Linked DNA regions of Pan troglodytes: region 1 is linked to region 2. A link is a contact called in public Hi-C data. All regions are on one chromosome and are shown on one strand. Each heading gives the region's core, a stretch centred on a gene start, on an enhancer-like site or on the middle of the called end of the contact. The rest is flanking DNA. Distances are from core to core; before and after follow the strand shown.

Evidence for each region. A called contact is a pair of places that touch in the nucleus more often than the background predicts.
Region 1: a contact with region 2 is called in a Hi-C map of stem cell-derived neural progenitor cells, with 9 times the contacts expected there. The contact joins two enhancer-like sites. A contact is called at or near these places in 2 of 7 Hi-C or Micro-C datasets (induced pluripotent stem cells and stem cell-derived neural progenitor cells) and 1 of 1 datasets of contacts at active chromatin or transcription factors (stem cell-derived excitatory neurons).

Annotation. Positions count from the first base shown.
Region 1 is chr19:23,056,466-23,060,307 of NHGRI_mPanTro3-v2.0_pri, reverse strand. ADAM11 (ADAM metallopeptidase domain 11) reads left to right here. Exons shown (of 27, transcript XM_016931629.3): 9 at 161-235; 10 at 318-389; 11 at 565-731; 12 at 1,606-1,690; 13 at 1,803-1,893; 14 at 2,009-2,060; 15 at 2,523-2,622; 16 at 2,705-2,776; 17 at 2,895-2,987; 18 at 3,438-3,518. Among named protein-coding and RNA genes, the nearest start is that of ADAM11, 15 kb to the left of the region's middle. Within about 2 kb of position 2,302, at least 18 of the 24 cell types and tissues checked have an H3K27ac peak or open chromatin away from gene starts, as enhancers often do. A contact at or near this core is called in stem cell-derived neural progenitor cells, where this site is marked.
Region 2 is chr19:22,808,830-22,812,470 of NHGRI_mPanTro3-v2.0_pri, reverse strand. DCAKD (dephospho-CoA kinase domain containing) reads right to left here. Exons shown (of 5, transcript XM_016931617.4): 5 at 2,963-3,641. Among named protein-coding and RNA genes, the nearest start is that of DCAKD, 34 kb to the right of the region's middle. Within about 2 kb of position 1,735, at least 8 of the 24 cell types and tissues checked have an H3K27ac peak or open chromatin away from gene starts, as enhancers often do. A contact at or near this core is called in stem cell-derived neural progenitor cells, where this site is marked.

The sequences.
Region 1 (3,842 bases), core at 1,053-3,552, 250 kb before region 2:
CCAAAGCTGAGGAGGGACAGGACCCTCTGCCAGTGGGGAGCTGGCACTGTCCCTGGCTGGAGTCCAGACCCCCCCATCCCCACCGAGTCTGTTCCTGGCTTGGCCATGAGATCAGTCAAACATGGGAGGGACTGATTCCAAGTGCCCACCCACCCCCCAGGTCCGCCGGGGCCACCCTACAGTGCACAGTGAAACCAAGTATGTGGAGCTAATTGTGATCAACGACCACCAGCTGGTGAGTGCCAGGGCAGGGACAGGGGGTGACACTGGGAGACCCCTGAGGAGCCTCGCCCTCCTCCCATTCTTCTCTCTCCCAGTTCGAGCAGATGCGACAGTCGGTGGTCCTCACCAGCAACTTTGCCAAGTCTGTGGTGAACCTGGCCGATGTGGTAAGCAGCTCTCCCTCCCTCCCTTCCCTCCTCCTCATGCCCCCCACCCCACCACACACATTAGGGGGCACTGTCAGCCCCTGGCTCCCACTTCCTGGAGAGAACAGACAGGCCCTCCTCCAGCCCTGGCCCCAACACCCACTCCCACCCTCCAGCCCCCTCATCTTCTCCCCAGATATACAAGGAGCAGCTCAACACGCGCATCGTCCTGGTTGCCATGGAAACATGGGCAGATGGGGACAAGATCCAGGTGCAGGATGACCTCCTGGAGACCCTGGCCCGGCTCATGGTCTACCGACGGGAGGGTCTGCCTGAGCCCAGTGATGCCACCCACCTCTTCTCGTGAGTCCCCCGCCCTGCACCTCCTGCCAGCCTCTGCTAGTTGCTACAGTGCTTGGGATTACTTAACACCTGCCCTGTGCTGGCTGCTCCTCTCAGAGTCTGGGGACTGGGCTCACCTGGCACCTGCCACCTACCCCCAGCCACATGCAACAGCTGGGCATCATCCCCTGAATCTGAGGTTGATGCCCTTGTCTTAGCCCTGGTGGCCCTCTTCTGCCTCTCACCTCCCCTTAGTTCTGTCTTTCCCCTTTCAAACTGTCCCAGCATCCCTTCCTCAGGGACCCAGTGCCCTAGTAGGGAAAAAAAATCTAATAAAAGGGCCTTGCAACTAGAGATGGTCTACTGGGAGCCTCTCCTTTGCCTTATGGGCAAAAGAACCCAAGGAGGGGCCAGGCGTGGTGGCTCATGCCTGTAATCTCAGCACTTTGGGAGGCCAAGGCGGGTAGATCATTTCAGGTTACGAGTTTAAGACCAGCCTGGCCAACATGGTGAAACCCCATCTCAAAATACAAAAATTAGCCAGGTGTGGTGGTGTGCACCTGTAGTCCCAGCTACTCGGGAGGCTGAGGCAGGAGAATCGTTTGAACCCAGGAGGTGGAGATTGCAGTGAGCTGAGATGGTGCCACTGCACTCCAACCTGGACCACAAGAGTGAAACTCTGTCTCAAAAGAAAAAAGAAAAAGAAAAAGAAAGAAAAAAAAGAACCCAAGGAGGGGTGGAAGGGTCTTGCCTGGGGTCACCAAGGCTGATGTAAAGGGCCAGGCTCACCTCCCGAGGAAGGACTCTAGTGTGAGGGGCTCCCCAAGGCCCCACCACCACCCGGGGAGCCACAGGGGAGGGCAGGAGGCCATCCTGACAGCGCACTCCCTTCCAGGGGCAGGACCTTCCAGAGCACGAGCAGCGGGGCAGCCTACGTGGGGGGCATATGCTCCCTGTCCCACGGCGGGGGTGTGAACGAGGTGAGCAGTGAGGGGACATGGCTGGGGTGGCGGCTGAGGGAAAGGGGCTTCAGGGGCACGACGTGCCTGTTGGAAGATGTAGACATCTGTGCCCCATCTTCCCCACCCCCAGTACGGCAACATGGGGGCGATGGCCGTGACCCTTGCCCAGACGCTGGGACAGAACCTGGGCATGATGTGGAACAAACACCGGAGCTCGGCAGGTATCCTCCCCCGGAGGCCCCCGTGTGGCCCACGCCCAGCAGCTCTGGAACGGGAGGGTGACAGTGGGAGGGGTGGTCCTTGGCCTCCCTCATATCCGCCTGGCTCACCCCTCAGGGGACTGCAAGTGTCCAGACATCTGGCTGGGCTGCATCATGGAGGACACTGGGTGAGTTCTTGGGGACAAACCGGGGGAAGGTCTTGGGCGAGGGGAGTCTTAGAGCGAGCATTGTTTGGCAGTCTGGACCAGGGGGCTCAAGAGGCCCAGCTCACAGAACCACTCAGGATCCCAAGAAGCCCAGTTTTCCGCAAACACTGCCCCGGGAGACCCAGATTTCCCTGCTGGGACACCAAAACCGGCCAGGCTGCAGTGCGCATCGTGGCCACTGGGCGCCGCCCAAGCCTCGCATGGAGACACCTTCCCTCCAGCGCGGCTGCGAGTCCCCAGGTTCAGCGGAGGGGATGGGAGCGACAGGGACAGGCGGGAGGATTCTGGTGCAATCCCGGGGCAGATCCTCCGCCTCCTCGCGATGGTGACGAAGTCCCCCAGTGTACCCCCTCCCCAGCCTTGAGAGGGGTGAGGGTGGGTTGGAGGGGAGCAGCCAGCAGCACCTCCCCTCGCCCTATCCAGGTTCTACCTGCCCCGCAAGTTCTCGCGCTGCAGCATCGACGAGTACAACCAGTTTCTGCAGGAGGGTGGTGGCAGCTGCCTTTTCAACAAGCCCCTCAAGGTACCAGCCCCGCGGCGGGGAGCATGGGAGCGGGCCCTGGGCGGGGTCCGGGCCAGACTCCCGACCTGTCCTCCCGGTCCAGCTCCTGGACCCCCCAGAGTGCGGGAACGGCTTCGTGGAGGCAGGGGAGGAGTGCGACTGCGGCTCGGTGCAGGTGAGCGGTGGTGCGGGCGCCAGGTGGGGAACCGGGATGCGGGGGTGGGCACGAGGGAGCGTCCGAGTGGGAGGATTAGGGCTCGCCCGCCTCCTTCCCCTTCTCCCGCGTCCCTCAGGAGTGCAGCCGCGCAGGTGGCAACTGCTGCAAGAAATGCACACTGACTCACGACGCCATGTGCAGCGACGGGCTCTGCTGTCGCCGCTGCAAGGTAAGCAGGACCGGCCGGGAGGCGGGGCCAGGACGCAGGAGGAGCGATTGGAGGCCTTCATATAAGGGGTGGGAGCTAGGGAGGGAAGCGGAGCCTTAGGGGACGAAGGCCTCTGGGGCAGGGCTTGATGCGAAGACAGTGCCAATGGGGAGCAAGGGGCGGGGCTGAAGGATGTTGAAGGCGGGGCTACGAGGAGCGGGAAGGGAAGGCTGCCCAGAATCAAGGAGGGGCGGGAAGGTGGGCGGGCTTGGGGGCGGTGCTGAGTGCGCTGGGAGCGAGGTGGGGAGCGTTCAAGAGGTGGTGGGAGCAGGGAAATAAGAACAGGCCTGAAACGGGGCCCTGGGGAGCTGGAGGGCCCGGGGATGTGGGGGTCCAGAGACCGGGGGGCCTGGGGAGGGCAAGGCCGAGGCATCCATCCTGCCTGACTCGAGGAGCGCGTCTCTTCCCTAGTACGAACCACGGGGTGTGTCCTGCCGAGAGGCCGTGAACGAGTGCGACATCGCGGAGACCTGCACCGGGGACTCTAGCCAGGTCCGCCCGGCCCCGCCGTCTTGTGGAGCCCTGGGCGAGGCAACCCCTACCCTTGTCGATTTGGTTTTCCCGGACGAGTGCTCAGCACTCCCCTCCTCTCCACAGCTGGCATCGACCTCCACTGATCAGACTGTTTTCTTATCTGAGAAAGGGGTTCTTCATGGTCCTGGCCTTGTTCCTTCAATCATTAAACCAGAATGTATCGTCTGGCTGGTATTCCCAGCGCCTGGCCCGGTGCCTGGTGTAGGTTAGGGATCAGAGTAGATGATAATATTAGTTAACATCTATTACAACCTAATTACATGCCAGGCATTTATCTCCCAG
Region 2 (3,641 bases), core at 486-2,985:
CTGTGCCCCACCTTCCAGGGTGGAAGACTTACTCCTTCACCAGATGAGGCTGCTGCTAGTTCACTCAGCTGTGGGCTGTGGCCCCTTTCCTCCCCCCTCCCTGTCAACCCCTTCCCCTGTCCTCCTAGGTACCCCTTGGCCCACAGCGGGCTGTTAGAGCACAGGTCTTGCTTGTGTGGACCCTAGCCTCCAGGCCCTCAGATGCCCACTCCTTGGTGCATAGGGCTCTGGGAGAGGGTGGTCCTGCTATCTCGGCTTCTATCCCTTTTGACACTAAGATGCCTCGCTTTCCGGACCCTCAACCACACTCAACTCCCAGCTCTGTCTCTCTTAGTGGCTTGGGGCACCAATCTCCCCATCACACAGAAGTTGGATCCAGAGCTCCGCATGAGGCTGAGGATGAGCCTAGGGCTGGCCTGCCCCTAGGAGCCTCCCCCACCCCCCACCCCTCAGGGGTGGGGGGCTGCAGCACTCCCAGCCTTCTGCCTGAAGCCCGTTCCCAGCCTGCAAGCTGGGCGCCTGCTCCCTTGAATTCCCTCCCTCCCTCTCCCTTCCTGAGCGCTGAGCTGTGGAGCAGAATGATTTCCTGTAATTGGCCAGCAATCCGGCCGCCCGACTTGTTCTATCGACATGCTGGTTAGCTGGAAATTGTATTGGAATCTAAGTGACTGGGAGCGGAGGGGAAGGTGGGGAGCAAAGAGAGGCGGTTTGGGTCCCAGCTGGGTGCAGCCTCAGCTCTGCAGGTGGGATGAGGAACCACCAGCCATGTCTCTCCTGGAAGGAGCAGGAAAGCAACCTATAGCACCACATCACCTCCTTCCTTTTGCTCCTTCTCTCCCACCATGTCCGGGGGTCTCCCTGCCCACTCCTATATGCCCCCATGGCCTGAAGTCATCACTGCCATCGCATTCCCCCTCCTGCTCTGAGACTGTTTCCTTCTGACCTAAAGTGCCTTGGTGAGAACTAGGGGCGCTCAGCAGCGCGCCTATCCTGCTCCCATTCAATTTCTAGCCATGGAGGCTCATCATGGAAGGTCCTAAACCTTTCCCTGCCTCTGCCCTGCCCCCCATGAGGAGAGAGAGAGAATGAACATTTGAAGAAGAGTTGTCAATTACTAAAGAGCCAAAGTGTATAATGGGGGCAGTGCAGATAGCCGGAGGAGCACTGTACTGGGAGTCAAGAAGCTTGGTGGTTATACCTGTTGGCTACTTAGGCCCCTTGGCTCAACCTCTGAGCCTCTGTAAAATTCTGGACCTGTCTGCCTCACACAGCTGGGAGATTTCAAGGGGATAACTGGAACGTACTTTGTAAACTGTGAAACTGCGAATGACCCTCGGGCCAGTCGGGCCTGGGGGTGGGGGTGTTTTAGAGGCCTGCCTGCGCCCTTCGTCCCCCGCCCAGAAGGCGTGTGCGTCTTCACCCTCGCTGGTGTCTTATTGCTCCGCTCCGGGTGCTAAGGCCCAAAGTGAGGGAACGGAACGCGGAGGCTGCAGGGTCCCGTCGCCGTCGCGGTGGGTGGGCAGGGGACACGCCCTTTGGCACCCAGGGCCCGCAGCCCAGGCTCAGAGGACGTGGGCGAACAACGCACCTTTTGAGTTAGCGCTCAGGGTCAGGCAGAGCCTCCGCGCCCACCTGGCCCGCGCTCCCGCGGCAGCTGCTCGGCAGGAGTCTGAGGCCGCCCGCGGCCTGGGAGGAGGAAGATTAGGCCGCTCGGCGAGCGCCCGCCGCGGAGGCCCGGCCCAGCCCGGGAGGGTGCTGCCACCTGCCGGCCGAACGGCAGGCCGCCGGCTCGGGCGCGGGCCTGGGTCCCGGAGGCCCGACCTCTGCAGTTGCTGAGCGGCCTCAACTTCAAGTCCCCTTCGGAGAAAGTAGTCCTTCTTTTAAGGCCGTCTTGGACCCCCAAGGCCGGGAAGGGGATCCTGGGGCAAGGAGGCAAAAGGAGCTGGAGAGGGAGCTCTGGCAAGGCCCGGGCAGGGCAGGGCTGAATTCGAGGTTTCTCCACACCTGCCATGCTCTGACATTCCTGCTTCAAACCCAGCTCACTGGGTCAGGGAAGAAGTTAATTCTCTGGAACTTTACAGTTTGCTAAGGGTTTTCAGTGTCCTCCACTATGAAGCCTAACGATGTATGAGTAGAAACTAAAGGCAGGAAGTCACATGGCAAGCGGAGCCGGAATGCGAGCCCAAGGCCCAACCCCAGGCTCCAGCTCCTCCTGACAAGAGGCTCAGGGCACAGGAGAGAGTTCAGAAGCCTGGCTCTGCAACCTGGACCAAATCCATCTTTGAGCCTGGGATGGAAATAATCAGTGTTATGTTAACTATAGGGTCTTACACATCCAGCAGTGCCTGGCATGCTGCCAATACTAGGAAGTGCCATTTCCTCAATTATTGGGGTGATAGGGCACTGTGGGGGTCCATACCTTCCCTCTCCTTTCCCCGTCCTGGTGGATCGCACCAAACCGAGGAAGTCGCAGGCTCCTGCCACCCTCATCCTGCCTGGCCACCCACCCGGCAGCCCACCACTGCCTTACCCGGCCCTTCTTTGCCCCTTAGGGGTTTGCAGCAAGTTAATGAGCTAGACTCAGCACAAGCGGCTCTGGGAAAGGGGGCACTAAGTATGGCCACCACAGCGTTTGCATCCGTCACACTCATTTCTAGCCTTAATAGGCTTCTGGCTGCAGGATCAACCCATCAGCAAGTCTGCAGGCCCTGGCAGGGAAGGCTTATGTCTGCGCTGGTCTAATTGGGTTGGGGAAGGCAGATGGGGAGGCGGGGCAAGAAGGTGTGACGCTGCCTCAGCCCTCTACCCACCTCCCACAAAGGTGCCTCGGGCCTGGCTGCAGTCCTCCTGGGACCCAGGGAGAAGCCTGATGGCAAGTGTACCTTCTGGGGCCCTCACCTCCCCCTGAGCTCCGGGAGGACTCCAGCCCAGTGTGGGAAGAAGCCAAGTCTGGGAATCTTGGTTGGTCTGGGGCATTTCAGATCAACACACTTTATTAAACACCAACAGCGGGCCAGGCTCTGCACTAAGAACACAGAGATGAATAAGACACTGTCCCTGTCCCTAGAGGGCTTACAGTCTAGTAGGAAAAACCAGGCAAGTTTCAGCTAATTACTGTACTGTTGGATTAAGGTAAAATGTTGAGGGGGAGTTGGTATCCTAGACCACCTAACCCAGCCTGGGGCTTTAGACAGTGCCTGAACTGAGAGCTAGTTGTAGGTTAAAAAAAAAAAAAAAAAAAAAAGGAAGAAGAAATAAAAGAAAATAAAAGGTATCCCAGGCCAGGAGCAGCAGGTTGAAGGCACAGAGGCAAGAAACAGCAAGGATGGTGTACACGGAATACCAAGAGGTCCAGGCGAGAAGTAGGGGTGGCAGGCAATAAGCAGGATGTGGGAGCACTACACAAACCCTACGTGGGGAGAGGGGTCTCCCAGAAGAGGCTGGTCCTGCCTGGCTACAGCGTTACCCACGAGAGAATCCTTGCTGCTTGCTGGCAGCAAGCCATACTGGGGTCCTGGGCCTTCAGTATCAAAAATATCTCAACCTAGGGGAGGGCCTTGTTGACTCTGTTTGAACATGGAAACCCTTGGTCCAACATGATTTCCCGTGGTCCACTGAGGAGGTTTAGGCCATAATGGGGT